Regions from separate parts of the Anas platyrhynchos genome. Here all the other regions are linked to region 3. The links are chromatin contacts, called in public Hi-C maps. All regions are on one chromosome and are shown on one strand. Each heading gives the region's core, a stretch centred on a gene start, on an enhancer-like site or on the middle of the called end of the contact. The rest is flanking DNA. Distances are from core to core; before and after follow the strand shown.

Region 1 (4,034 bases), core at 1,529-4,028, 100 kb before region 3:
CACCCCAGCCCCGGCTGTGGCAGGGGCACCCCCCGCCAGACCGGGCTGCCCAGAGCCCCGTCCGGCCCTCACGCAGCTGGGGGCTGTCCCTGCTGCTCCAGCACCCGCGCTCGGCATCAGCGCCTGCTGCTTCATCAGGGGCACCCCAGCTCGCTTCCACACACAGGGCTTGTGCTGAATCCAGGCTAAATTACACAAAAAGGCCCTTTTTGTATTTACCCGTGTCAGCAGAAGTCCCGCTTTCTGAGTTTACTTGAATGCCACCTAGGTACAGAGTGCGTGTCACAGCTGCTTCATGTTAAATGTGATGTGTTTCTAACCTTCCTTTGCAGCTGAGGTGACACCAGTTAACCGATCCATTAAAGTGGTGTTGAATCCTACAGCTACCTCGAACAATACTTTCCATGATGATTTGGTTTAACTTGTTTTGAAAAGCCTTCGGGGACAGGGACTTCATGGTGTCCTGACATAGCTCCATTACTTAATGATTTTTATAGTTTCTGTTTATATTTTTTCCCTTATACATTCCTTATTGCAGCTGATGCCAGTGGTTACTAGTTGTATACATGGCAGGCATAAAGATAACCCATTTTTGTCTGTTACATGCAAAAGAACTTGAAGATTATTACTTCACTATTCTGTCTTTTCACGTTACTCTACACTAAACAGACTTTGTTCTCTTAGTATTTTCCTATTGATCACGTGTTTAAACTTGGGATTTTTTCTACTGTCCACAACTTTCTCTAAATGTGGTGCTTAATCTTCTCAATGTGCTCATCCTCTGTTTCATTGTCAGTGTAACACTGAAATAAAATATGAAATAAAACTAGATGTGGGACAGGCCATTTCGGGACTCCACCTAAATCATCTCCCAGTTTGTAAGTGAAGTATTCCTAATTGCTTTTGCATCCAGCAGTCAGAACTGCTCTTTAATTCAGGTTGTGATTTCCTACTCTGCTTGTCAGAATGTGGGATGTCTTGGATTAAAAGTCCTATCAAAGCCAAGTGTGTCACATCAGTGACTTCTTTACTCAATTAGGTCAGTTACTGTCCAACTAGAAAGTGGATATGATAGAATTTGTTGTTGACACGTTAATGTTTTCTGCTTTTTATTATCATATTGTCTTAGATGCTCAACAACTGTGTGTTTAATAACTCATTCCGTTATCTTCCAAAGGCAGCAGTGAGGCAGCTGTCCCAGCCTCATCCTCCTGCAGGGCCTGGTGGCCTTTCTCTAGGTGTGCTCAGAAATAAGAGTGTTTTGGGGTTTCTTTGGCTGGTCCTGGTGGTACATCAAGGACCATTTTGCATGCTAACATGGGTATGTCTAACTTCTTCAAGCTGTTCTTTCTCTCCCTGTTTGGCAGCTCTGTCCCCTGACTAAAACCAAATGTGTTACTTCTTTGGTTGTAAGCTGCTTAATTGCTTTGGTAAGTGCTGAAGTAAGAAGTGTGTTTCAATTTCCTCTGCATTATATTATTGTCTGTTCTCTTTCCCTGTAGTGTAATGGGCTGCTCTTTTGATTTTCTCTGACATCTCATGTGTTATAGAACACAGTTTGTTTCTTTCATACCTGCAAAGCAGCCAGCTTTCCCACTCGAGTATTCTTTCTCTTACCAGTTTCCTAAAATACAGTAAGAACACTGTGGTACCTGGAAGATGGTGGGAAAACAGATGTTACAGGAACATGTGCCACCTGATTAGGTAGGCACACGGCATCCTGAGAAAGAGATAAGTTACCAAACTTTTGGACACGGTGACTTTATACACCTGATCCATCTCAAACATTTTCAGAACATCTTTTCTTAGACACCATGAATTAAAAAATGAACAACTCCTTCCAATTAATTCAAATGTTGTTCTACAAGCCAGGTTTTAACCTTAGGAACCTAATTATGTTCTGAAAGCAAGGACTATTCTAGTAGAAAGCTTGGTAGACCCAGAGTACTGTGTTACTTACAGTCAGTAGAATAAGTTATGAATTATGATTGCATTAGTTGTAACATGTATATCTACTCAGAAAAAAAAAAAAAAAAGTTGAAAGTCATATAATGGGCACAGAAAGAAAAGTATAGTAACTTTTATTTGTTTCAGGTCAGCGTACTAGTGTTAGACCTTACACTTGGCTTGCACAGAGCCAGTGCACCGGAGACTTGTTTGGGTGCGTTGTAAAACCAGGCACATAACTGGAGGGGAAGCTAAGGTAAAAGAGAAATGTTTTGAAACATCGTGCAGTTGTCTGCTAGCTGTTGGAAAGCAGTTTTCGTTGACATCAGTTGACAGGATTTCAAATCAGTTCTAATGCATCTTGAGTGTGCATGTGTGACATATGGCTGCTGTGGACTGGTGGCAGTAAATGCCCTGAGAGAATCTCACTTGTTTCCCTCTCCAGAGGTGGTGTTTCACCTGGCTGCTGGAAGCAGTTAGTCTTTTAGGGTGCCTTGGATGTAATCACATGCAGAGACATACTGGAACATCATCTTGAAAATGTTAGTTTCTTTTTATTAATGAGTTTGTTGCACTCTGACACCTGAAAGAGTTCCAGATGTAGAAATCCACCATTTGCCAGAGAAGAATGGCCTCTACGTGCAAGCAATGATCATACAGGTACAGAGCCTTATTGCACTTAGGCTGTCTGGAGGTGCAGTTACATGCTTTTGTTTCCCTCTGTTCTTTAAAACCATTATTCTTGCCCCCGCAGCTCTCACAGCTGCAGAGTACATCACCAAGACTCTTTTCATAGCAGAGCAGACAAGTAATACTTCCGTCTTGCACATGTGGCTTTGTCTAATAGGACGTCATCTGGATGTCATCCAGCTTTGGTTTTGCGGATGTGCAGGCACACAGTGAGTGGAATTTGAGCTTCCAACTACTTTTGATTGAAAAACAGCTTTGATTCATCACTGGAAGAGACTTTTGGAAATGAATCTTAGGAAATAGGAAGCAAATCAGCCGTTTCTAGAACTTGACCACAGTGAGCCCTGGGTTGCTCATGGTCCAGTGTTATCGTGTTGTGATCAAGTTTTTGGCTGAAGGCATTATAAGGCAATACAGCTCCTGAGGAAGTTGTGGAGTATACCTTGGTTTACTGGAATTTCATTTGGGAACCAGTAATCTCAACCATACTGGACTAGCTCGTAAGATGGGATGATTTGGTGAAGAGTGGTCATTCAGAGATGAACATATAGACAGACAAAACTCTTTCCCATTTAATAGAGTTTCCTGAACAAGGGCACATTTATAGAATAACTTTTCCTTTAGTCATTTGCAAATTATGTACTTTTGCTTGCAAAACAGTTGCCCTTAAAAAAAATAGCAGTTTATTTTTTTAAACTTTTGTGGAAGAGATGAAAACCGCTCCCAGAAACTTCCTTAATGCTTGAGAAGATTTACTTCTTTGGTCTTCAAACAAGGGACAGTTTCACTGGGGTGCCAGCTGGTGATTACCCTGGTTTTTCATCTGCAGAGTAAGTGGCCTGAGTCTTTTTGTTGTAAGCTGGCATGACAGAAACAACCACAAAGACCGGTTTCCTTACTTAATGGCTGTCACTTGCAGCATTTCATTACAGGGAAAAATAAAACCTTGTATTGCATGGTGAGTCTTATACAAGCATCAGAAGTACGATAGCGTTTCTTTTTGAACCAATGTTTCTTAGTATTGCTGATTTCCTTCTTGGGCAGGTAGCCTATGCACGTGGCAGAAGATGTAGCTGATAAAATCACAGGATTTTGGGCCTGTGCAAGCCAAATGAAAACTGCTAAAAGAATGCAGCTATATTTGACTGAGCAATGTGAAACATTGTTCCAGGAATTGTTTTGGGTTTGATGCTGCCATCTTTGTGGCATTACTTGCTATACAAAATACCACCCTGCATATATAAAGTTGACAGGTTCAGAATCCATGGGATAAATTGCCTCCTACTCCAGCCAACTCTCGGCTGTGGCTTGCAGGAGTTGCCATCTCTCTAACAGTAATTTTAGATGCAGTGAGAGCTCTTCTGACTGATGTGTCTGAAGTAGCTGACAGCATGAAA
Region 2 (4,390 bases), core at 142-2,641, 66 kb after region 3:
TGTGGACAAGTACCTGAGAGCATGTGTTCTGGACAAGTGCCACAGGGGACAGGGGAAAAGTCCAAAACTCTAGATAGCACCCTATATATCAGAGGGCATCCATCTCTCTTGATAGTAAAAACAGGCCAGAAATACAGTAAGAATAGACCTCTCTCATGGGTATACACCTCTCTCATTTGGTATACAAGCTCCTGTTTGAGGCCAGAGCTGTCTGAAAATTTGGAAGGGAAGGTTAAAAGAAATTTTGGTTCTCAAAGGAGAGGAGATTAAAAAAGGATGAGATGGAAAAGGAGAAAGAAAAGGACAAGGAGAAAGAAAAGGAGGAGAAAGGGAGGCAGAGTGAGAGAAGGAGAAAGGAGAAAGAGAAGGAAAGAGAAATGGAAAAGGAAAAAAGCAAAATGGGGAAAGGAGAAGGAGAGGGAGAAGGAAAAGGAAAAAGGAAAAAGGAAAAGGAAAAGGAAAAAAAGAAAAAATAAAAGGAAAAAATAAAAAATAAAAAAATAAAATAATAATAAAAAAGAACAATTTGGTTTATCTTCTTAGGACTGATTTGTTCATGCCTGAGAGCTATTAAGACTCAGTGACCAAGACAAACACTTCCTAATGCTCTGGCGATTCTCCTTATTGCCCTGCATCCCATACAGTCCCCTGCAGAAATGGCGAGTATAAAGGTGTTGTGAAGTACTACGAAATCAAAATGGCAGGATCTTGTACTCCCTATGTCCTCATTCTGCAGCAAAAGGATTACACTCAGCACATGGAAATGTGATAGAAATCTCCTCCAGCCTCAACACAGAAGATTCCTGCTGGCAGATCTGATGCTGCCATTGGCAAGAAGTGTCAGCATCCAGTGAAACTGGTGGGAGTTCAGGGCATGCAAAATAAAAGAAACGCAGGACTGGCCCTGAGCATATTCATCTTTTGACAACAGTGGGAATCCCTGAGTTCAGCTGTTCCAGACCAGACTGGAAATGCCAGCCAGAAAACAAAGCAGAGAGATGCTACTATTGCCCTTCATTTATTTGGTCTTATCATAGTGTAAACAGACCTGAAACCTGAGAAAGCAAATACTTAGAACACACCTTATGCTTTGGGGATGTTTACAGATTGCCAGTCCTTTATGAAAAGAATAAGCAGGAATTAGAAAAAAAAATACCTTGAAGATATTTCCTGGTTCCTGCTTAAGCATGTGAAGGGAGAAGGAAGACTTAATCAACCTGGATCAATTCCAGATGCAAACTATCACCTCCATATGGGGCTCTGCTTTGCTAATGCTTGTGCCTGTGTTTGCGGTGACAGAGCCATGAGCAGCAGCAGCAAGCCAAAACAAAAGGTTGTTGACTGCAGATGTTAAAAAAAATGGTCTGGCTGCTACCGGGCTAGGGACTGCCCTGAGCAGGTCATGCAGGGTGCAAGAGGAGGAAGATTCACTAACAGAGCTTGGTGGCACGGTACATCACCAGAGCTGGTAACAGAGCTGTGTGTTTCCCTACCTTTGGAAAGCTTTCTGATGGAAAAAGAACAGCCTTTACTCAAAATCTATTTGGGGCTGGTCTGCAAAGAGGACTGCTCCTTATTAAAATTTGCTATTCACTCATCAGCATGGTATTTGCATCAGGTTCCTATTTCGATATGCTTTCCTCACGCTTGCAGCGCTGTGAATCTGTCTGCACGCGAGGGCAGGAATTTCCAAGCAGGTGGCTGCCAGGGTTCTCCCTTCAACACGTTGCAAGGTCTGCAAGGCCAGGCTGGCATCAGCAACCACAATGTCTAATATCTTTTCCAAGGCAGCAGGCAATACCTACTTCTCAAGAGGCAAACTCATACCACCACAGACAATGCAGTGCTAGCTATGAAGGAGAAAAATTATTTTCTCCTAAATAAAATGGCTAGTTAGTGTCCTAGACCTACTGCCATCAAAGTCCATCTCTCTGTGTTTCACATATGCTTCCAGTCACGATGGCTTTCCTTTCCAAATCTCACGGGAACTCTATCCCGTGGGAGTCCTGTCCCTTGGGAGCTCACTCTCTGCCTAAAAGGACCCACCATGCCCTTGCATGCCACACACCACAGGGCACAGCCCAAGGGCCCCTGCCAACCTGCAGCCAGAAGCCAGACACATTCATCCAGCCCGGGGAGAAAGCAAGTGAGGGAATGGATACTCTCAGTGTCTTACAATTCAAACGGGATTTGAAATGTTGCAGGACCCTCCAAACAAGTGAACTTTACCATTCAGGAACGTGATGTGGAGCAAGTCAATTGGATCTATGAATAGCACAAAGCTTTGGAGGAGCCAGGAATGTTTTGATGGCTTGTACAGTGGTATAAAGACTATGTAGACATATCACCCTGAATTTCTAGACAAACCCAGCCACATAGATGTCTTTTGAAATCAATGGTAACCTTCCAAATCCCGTCCCACTGGAACTCTGTCATCCATCAATTTTTATAGCATTTCATTACTATCCAGTTATTTTCATTCTGGTTTAACTACATACAAAATTTATGAGGTGGGCCTAAGAAATACCCAGTACATGCCAAGTTGGGTTTAAGAACAGCCAAGGAAGAGGGACTGACTTGCATAAATGCCTTCAGAAGAAGGATCCAGCCACTACACTTCAGTTTCTCATTCATGATTAGAAACAACAGTGTGTGCACTGCTCATTTCTGGCCCTTGCAGATGGCTAATACTAAGAGGATGAAAGACCAAAAGGCAAGGCCTGAGACTTGGGAGCCCCTTCTGCTCACAGATTTTTCCACTTTTCCTGGGGCTCCTGTGATGTACCTACCAGCTGGTGCAGCTGACTCTGACTGCCCTCTAGTGCAGGGATCAAATTTGCTGAAGAATGTAAAAGACAGGGATAGCTACAAATGGAACAGACACCTACAGCTGAATGGAGAGGCAGCTCTTACTCAAGCATGGGAGGACTGTGGCTGGAAAGGAGCGTCCCAAGTCAAGTTCCAGGTGTTACACTGGCCATTAATATAAAGCCACCGATATGCTTTAACAGTGCACAGCAACTAGTTATTCTGCTGCCCCAAACAGATATTCTTATGCAAATCACATGTAAATCAGTGACATTTCACAGAAACAGAAGCATCATATCACAACTCTACATTTTAGGAGAATCAAAAATGGCTTCTGGTTGTGATCTGGTTAAGAGAACACTTGGATAGTTCAGCCTCTGTCTCACATGTCAGGGTTGACTACTGAACCGATTCATGAACTTTCTCATCTTACAGCAGGCTTCAGAACTTCTTTTCCATAAAAGAAGATACTATAGTTCTGAGCTACTGAAATCCCTGAAAGCATTAAGAAACAATTTAAAATAATCTTGATTCTTCTCGTAGCTTCAGGCTTTAGAGACATTATTAAAGCAGAAAACAGAGCAACCTCATAGTTAGAGTCAACAATTACCTGCAATTAGATACAGCAAGATAAAATTACATTACTGGAGAGAAAAGATCTACTTACAGTGGTTCCAAATAGACATCTGAACTATTTATCTTCTTCTGTACAGCTGGCGTATTCCAGCTAGGCTTTTTATTGTGAGATAAGTGAATCTGAATGAGCTGGGTCAGAATGTCCACATTCTTGGGATCCATTTGATAGCTTCCTGTTGAAAAGAGGCATTATAATGAGATTAATAACATGAAAGATTCAGAAGAATGGTAATGGACTACAGAACCCTTTATCTTTGATAGTCTTTTGTGGTGATCAGTTCATGCAAGATTCATCTACTGCATGGTCCTTTCTCTACGAGAGGCCAGTCTCTGAGCAAAATACAAGAAATGGTGTAAATTTGTCCTGTCATCCATAAAAGGTAAACTTATTTCAAAAGCATGGTGCTAATGAAATGCCATTAGACAGTCAGTAGTGTTAAGCACCTTTGCTCTGTGGCTGTATTTAACTCACATGAGATGTAGTAATACTCCTTACCTGCCTTTAGCTCTCCAGTATGTAGTGACATACATGCATACCAACACAGATCTGTCAGCCTGCTGCCCGTTCACTTACCTTGGCTATATCCTTGTGAAGCTTCTTATTCTTTGGACATTTATCTAGCTAAAATAAATGAATTATCTACAAAAATTACTATCCTATACCCATCTCTCTTACCAGCTCTCCTAATATATGCACATGGAACCTACCATGCTTTTGTCTATAAACTAGCCCAAGGTAATGTGGCCAAAACTGATATGAATTTCAACAGGCATTTAGAAGTCTGTGTAGAACAAGTTAATATTCTTATGCAGCCCTTGGTGGAAAGCTATCTGTAAAATCCACATCAATGCAACCCATAGGTATGAATTCAAGGACAGAAGCCATGACACGGAGACTGCCTTATGGCCAGCACTTGAACACATTGGTAGAATCTGTTACCACTGC
Region 3 (3,941 bases), core at 202-2,701:
TAAAAACTGAATTATGTAATAATGAAAGACTAAATTTAGTTTGGGTCTGAAAGGAGATGCCTAGAATAATCCTAGTGGGGGGGAAGAGCCTGAGAGGCAGCGCAGCTCAGACTCTGGGTATCGGTTACCAGTTTACAGGGATTATCTCAACTGATTAACTGCACAGTAACACGCCGTACTAGGCATCACCAGGCCGCCTACGGGAAGGATAAACCAGCCCATGCCAAGCAACTAGGGGCTAATTGGGCTGCAGGAACAAGCACTGCAGCGAGGAACACTTCAAAAAGCCTGCTCGATCCCGGCGTCCTAGCCTAATCGCAAACGCGGACGAGGTTTACATGGAGGACTCAAGGTGAACAGATACAAGGGCAGGGGAGGAAGCAGTAGTGAAGGTATTCCTCCTCTCCTGAGCCCCGTCACAAAAAAGCTCCATCAGTGGAGAAGCCTCCTCATTAAAGCAGCCATTTCTGGTGGATTTCGTTTTCCATTTACGACAGAAAGGATCAGGAGGGACAGGCTCAGAAAGACGCTCCATCCTCTCATCCGCCGGGGAGCGGGGCGGCAGCCATGGCTGGTGAGCAGAGCTCGGTGCGGATCGCGGTGCTCCAGGAGTTAAAGCACTCTTTGGTATCCAGGCAGCGTAAAGCAAATGGTCGTGACGTCAAAGACATTTGGAAATTTTTTCCAGAGCACGGTCATAGGAGGTGCTGTTGTAACGAACCAAACACTAATGCTCTTGTCCGCAGCGTAACGCCTTTGAGTTTTTGTAACATCAAAAGGCCGGCGCTGGGAGGTAGCTTATTTAACCGGTCTCCCAGCCGGGATGCTCCTAGCCCCAGAGACACCGTAAAGGTCACGGTTTCAGAACAAACACACGGCAACCCAGCGCAAGGGGGTTGCGCCACACAGCTTCCCACACCAGGTAGGCTTATGACGGAGGAACGGGACGGCCAGCCTGCAGGTTGACATCGCTCCCAGGCGGGTGGGCACCAGGAGGGCTCGCTCTGCCTCCGCGTCGTGAGCACTGCGGAGCCTCGGGCACAGCGGGCACCCATGGGTGCGCACCCACAGCCCCATCCTGCTCACACAGGGGCAGGGCAGGAGCCCGCTGCGGTCCAGCGGAGCCAGGGCTGGCACCTGGGGCTGCTCCCTCACGCCAGGACCAGGCTCAGCATCGGGGGGCACCCCAGCACCTGCGGGGGGCTGCCCCTGCCCGGGGGGCGCGGCAGGGCCCCGCTGCCCTCCCTGCGGGGCGAGGCAGCGCCAAGGACGAGGCGCCCTCACAAGGTCGCCCCGCCGCCGGCTCCCCCCCCCCCTTCATCCCCCTGTCCCACACTCACACCAGCTGCCCCCGGTGCGGCCCAGCAGCTCCTTCTTCTCCGAGTTCCAGATGAACTTCTTCCAGTTGCCGTCGCCGTCCTTGGCCTTCCCGCGGGCCATGGCGAGCGAGCGGGGGGCGGCGGAGGGGATGGGGAGAAGGGAGGGGGGTGAGCGCTGAGGGGCTCGGGCGGGCTCCGCGGCACCGGGACGGGCTGCGGGGAGGGGGCTTGCGGGGAGGGGAGGGGGCGCTGGAGGGGGTCCGGGGGCTGTCGGAGCACGGAGGAGCGGGGGGTGAAGCAGCGGAGCCCAGCGGGCACGGAGCGGCCGCGCTCAGCGCCCGCCGCAGCCCTTCATATAGGGCGCGGGCCCCGCCCGCACCGCGCCGCAGCCACTGGCAGGCGGCGGGGGGCGGGCAGGGGAGGGGACGGGACGGGAGGGGAGGGGGCGCCGCGCGGCACCTGCCGGGATGGTGTGGGGTTTTTTTTAATTAATATATATATATATATATTTATTATTATTTATTTTATTTTTTTTGAGGAGGGCGCAGCCGCCCTCGCAAGGTGACCTTCAGGGAGGGGCCGGCCCGATGATGGGGGGGGGTGGTGGTGGCTGCGGCACCCTGTGGGGGTCCCGGCCCCACAGCTCGTTGTGAGGGGATCCCAGGAAGGGGCAAAGGGCTCTGGTGCGGCCTTGCGATCCCCATCCACGACGGAAGTTCACCAACATGTCCCAGTCCCACAGTGTCACGACACAGCTGAGTCACACGTGCAGCCCGGCTGCCGTGCCCCACTGGGATGTATTTACCTCTGAACTTCCTCCTGGTCACGACATGGCGCCCCGGGTGTCTTCCTGCTGTTAAGCTGCAGGCTTGCTCTGTCAGCCTTCCCTCCGCCCGTTCTGGTTGCTCAGGAGGCTGGGCAACTGCACGCCAGCCGCCCCGCTGTCCCCAGGGCCAGCCCCAACGTGGGGCCCTTCCCCAGGCACCCCATGGCCACCACACACAGCCAGACCCTGAAGTGACCTGCTCAGGCCTGATTTTTGGGGCCTTGGTCTGCCGGGAATGGGCACCTCGAGGTGATGGCTCCCTGCAAGGATGAGCACGGCCTCCCCATGCCTAGGCACGCAGCTGGGCTCCTCAAAGCCTCACAGGGTTAGGAAGAGGAGTGTCACACGGGAGCAATGTACGCTGCACCCAGGGGCAATGTACGCTGAAGGCTCTGTGGTAGATTACGTGTGGTCAGAGGGAGCCAGCCAGGTGTGCCCCAGGGACTTCCAGCCTGGGTTTGGGGAATTGGCCCTCAACAGCATTTGTGCGGTGGAAAATGGCCGATCAGATGGCTGAGGACAAACGGCGTCTCCCTCCTGCCTGGTGTCTGGTCAGAGCTGGTCTTTAAAGAGACCTGCTGATGGTGGGCGATAACGAGAGCAAACAGACAGCAGTATCTGATACCCGAGTGAACATCATCTGCCGTGTAGGGAGGACGTATCATTTACAAGTTAAGAAGGCTGTGATTACAATCAGGCCAATAAATAGAGGAGCACCACAGGAGGAACAAGCGCTCACTTCTAGCACCCAGCGCCATTGCTGCTGTAGCCAAGGCTGTGTCTCAGCCGCTGGGCCACCAGGCCTGCCTGGTCACTTGGGAGCTGAACCTGCTCTCCTCCTGATGCCCTGGGTGCTGTTTTTGCCTTGGCCCCCTACCCTACAAAAACACCACGCTGGGAATCGTGTGCAGGTTGCAGTGTGGTCACCCAAACACAAAGCCCACTCTTTAGCCTACCTCATGGATGCTGTGTCTGGCTTCACCCTCGGGTCAGGACCCATCTCATCCAGTCTGCTGGTTCAGGGCAGGTGGAACAGCAGCAGTTTACGCAGACCTCCCTGCCCTCTGCCCAGGCAATGGGGTCACCCAAAATGAAGCCAGCATCAGGTACTCAAGCAGGTTCATGGCGATGTCCAAATCAGAGAAGAGAACGGGACCACACACTCTCCCACAGTGTTAGTTCCTAAGGCCACAGAAAGTGAGTTTGGAGAAAGCAACTAGAATGAATGATCTGAAAAACCTGAGCAGTCGTATCACGGTTACAGACTAAATGGCTACCCAGAAACACGATCTTCCCCCGAGCGTGTTCTCACTCTCGCTACGGGAGCTGGTGGTGCCTGTGGAAGCCAAGCTGCAGGAGCTCCTGGCTTCATCACTGTTTGTTTAAGGATCACCAGGAAACTTTCTCCTCTTCCCGCAAATGTCTCTATTACTGTACAAATACACAGAGAAGTGGGGTTGGCAGTGCCAGGGGTACCAGATCCCCGTAACTGCACAGGCTGGGGCATGCAGGATCTGGAATGGGCAAAAGGCACTTCAGGAAGGTTGCACAGCACTTCTGCAAACCCTTTTCCACATCCGCAGTCCCATGGATGCTCGGGACATGCACTTTGCTTAATGTTGGCAAATTATCCTCTCAGAATCAGCAGAACTAATAGGCAACAGGGTGCCATATTTTATTCAAATTTACCATTTGTTCAGCTGCTCCAATATCAATCAGGCCGTCTCTAAGGCCACCACTATATGATCTGATTTTTTAAGGTGATAAGAGCCTAAGGCAACTTTCGAAACTGCCAA

The links. A called contact is a pair of places that touch in the nucleus more often than the background predicts.
Region 1: a contact with region 3 is called in a Hi-C map of subcutaneous adipose tissue, with 1.6 times the contacts expected there. The contact joins the enhancer-like site here to the promoter of ATP1B1 in region 3. A contact is called at or near these places in 3 of 8 Hi-C or Micro-C datasets (F5 follicle, liver and subcutaneous adipose tissue).
Region 2: a Hi-C map of liver shows a contact between it and region 3, with 4 times the contacts expected there. The contact joins the enhancer-like site here to the promoter of ATP1B1 in region 3. A contact is called at or near these places in 2 of 8 Hi-C or Micro-C datasets (liver and skeletal muscle).

What each region holds. Positions count from the first base shown.
Region 1 is chr1:88,183,618-88,187,651 of IASCAAS_PekinDuck_T2T, forward strand. All of the region lies in intron 1 of NME7 (NME/NM23 family member 7), which reads left to right. Among named protein-coding and RNA genes, the nearest start is that of BLZF1, 2.2 kb to the left of the region's middle. Within about 2 kb of position 2,779, at least 2 of the 8 cell types and tissues checked have an H3K27ac peak or open chromatin away from gene starts, as enhancers often do. A contact at or near this core is called in subcutaneous adipose tissue, where this site is marked.
Region 2 is chr1:88,352,245-88,356,634 of IASCAAS_PekinDuck_T2T, forward strand. No RefSeq gene overlaps it. Among named protein-coding and RNA genes, the nearest start is that of DPT, 53 kb to the right of the region's middle. Within about 2 kb of position 1,392, at least 2 of the 8 cell types and tissues checked have an H3K27ac peak or open chromatin away from gene starts, as enhancers often do.
Region 3 is chr1:88,286,681-88,290,621 of IASCAAS_PekinDuck_T2T, forward strand. ATP1B1 (ATPase Na+/K+ transporting subunit beta 1) reads right to left here and starts at 1,452. Exons shown (of 6, transcript NM_001310386.1): 1 at 1,341-1,452. The coding sequence starts at 1,440. It overlaps LOC110354432 (a long non-coding RNA gene), which reads left to right and starts at 680. Exons shown (of 2, transcript XR_002406375.4): 1 at 680-922.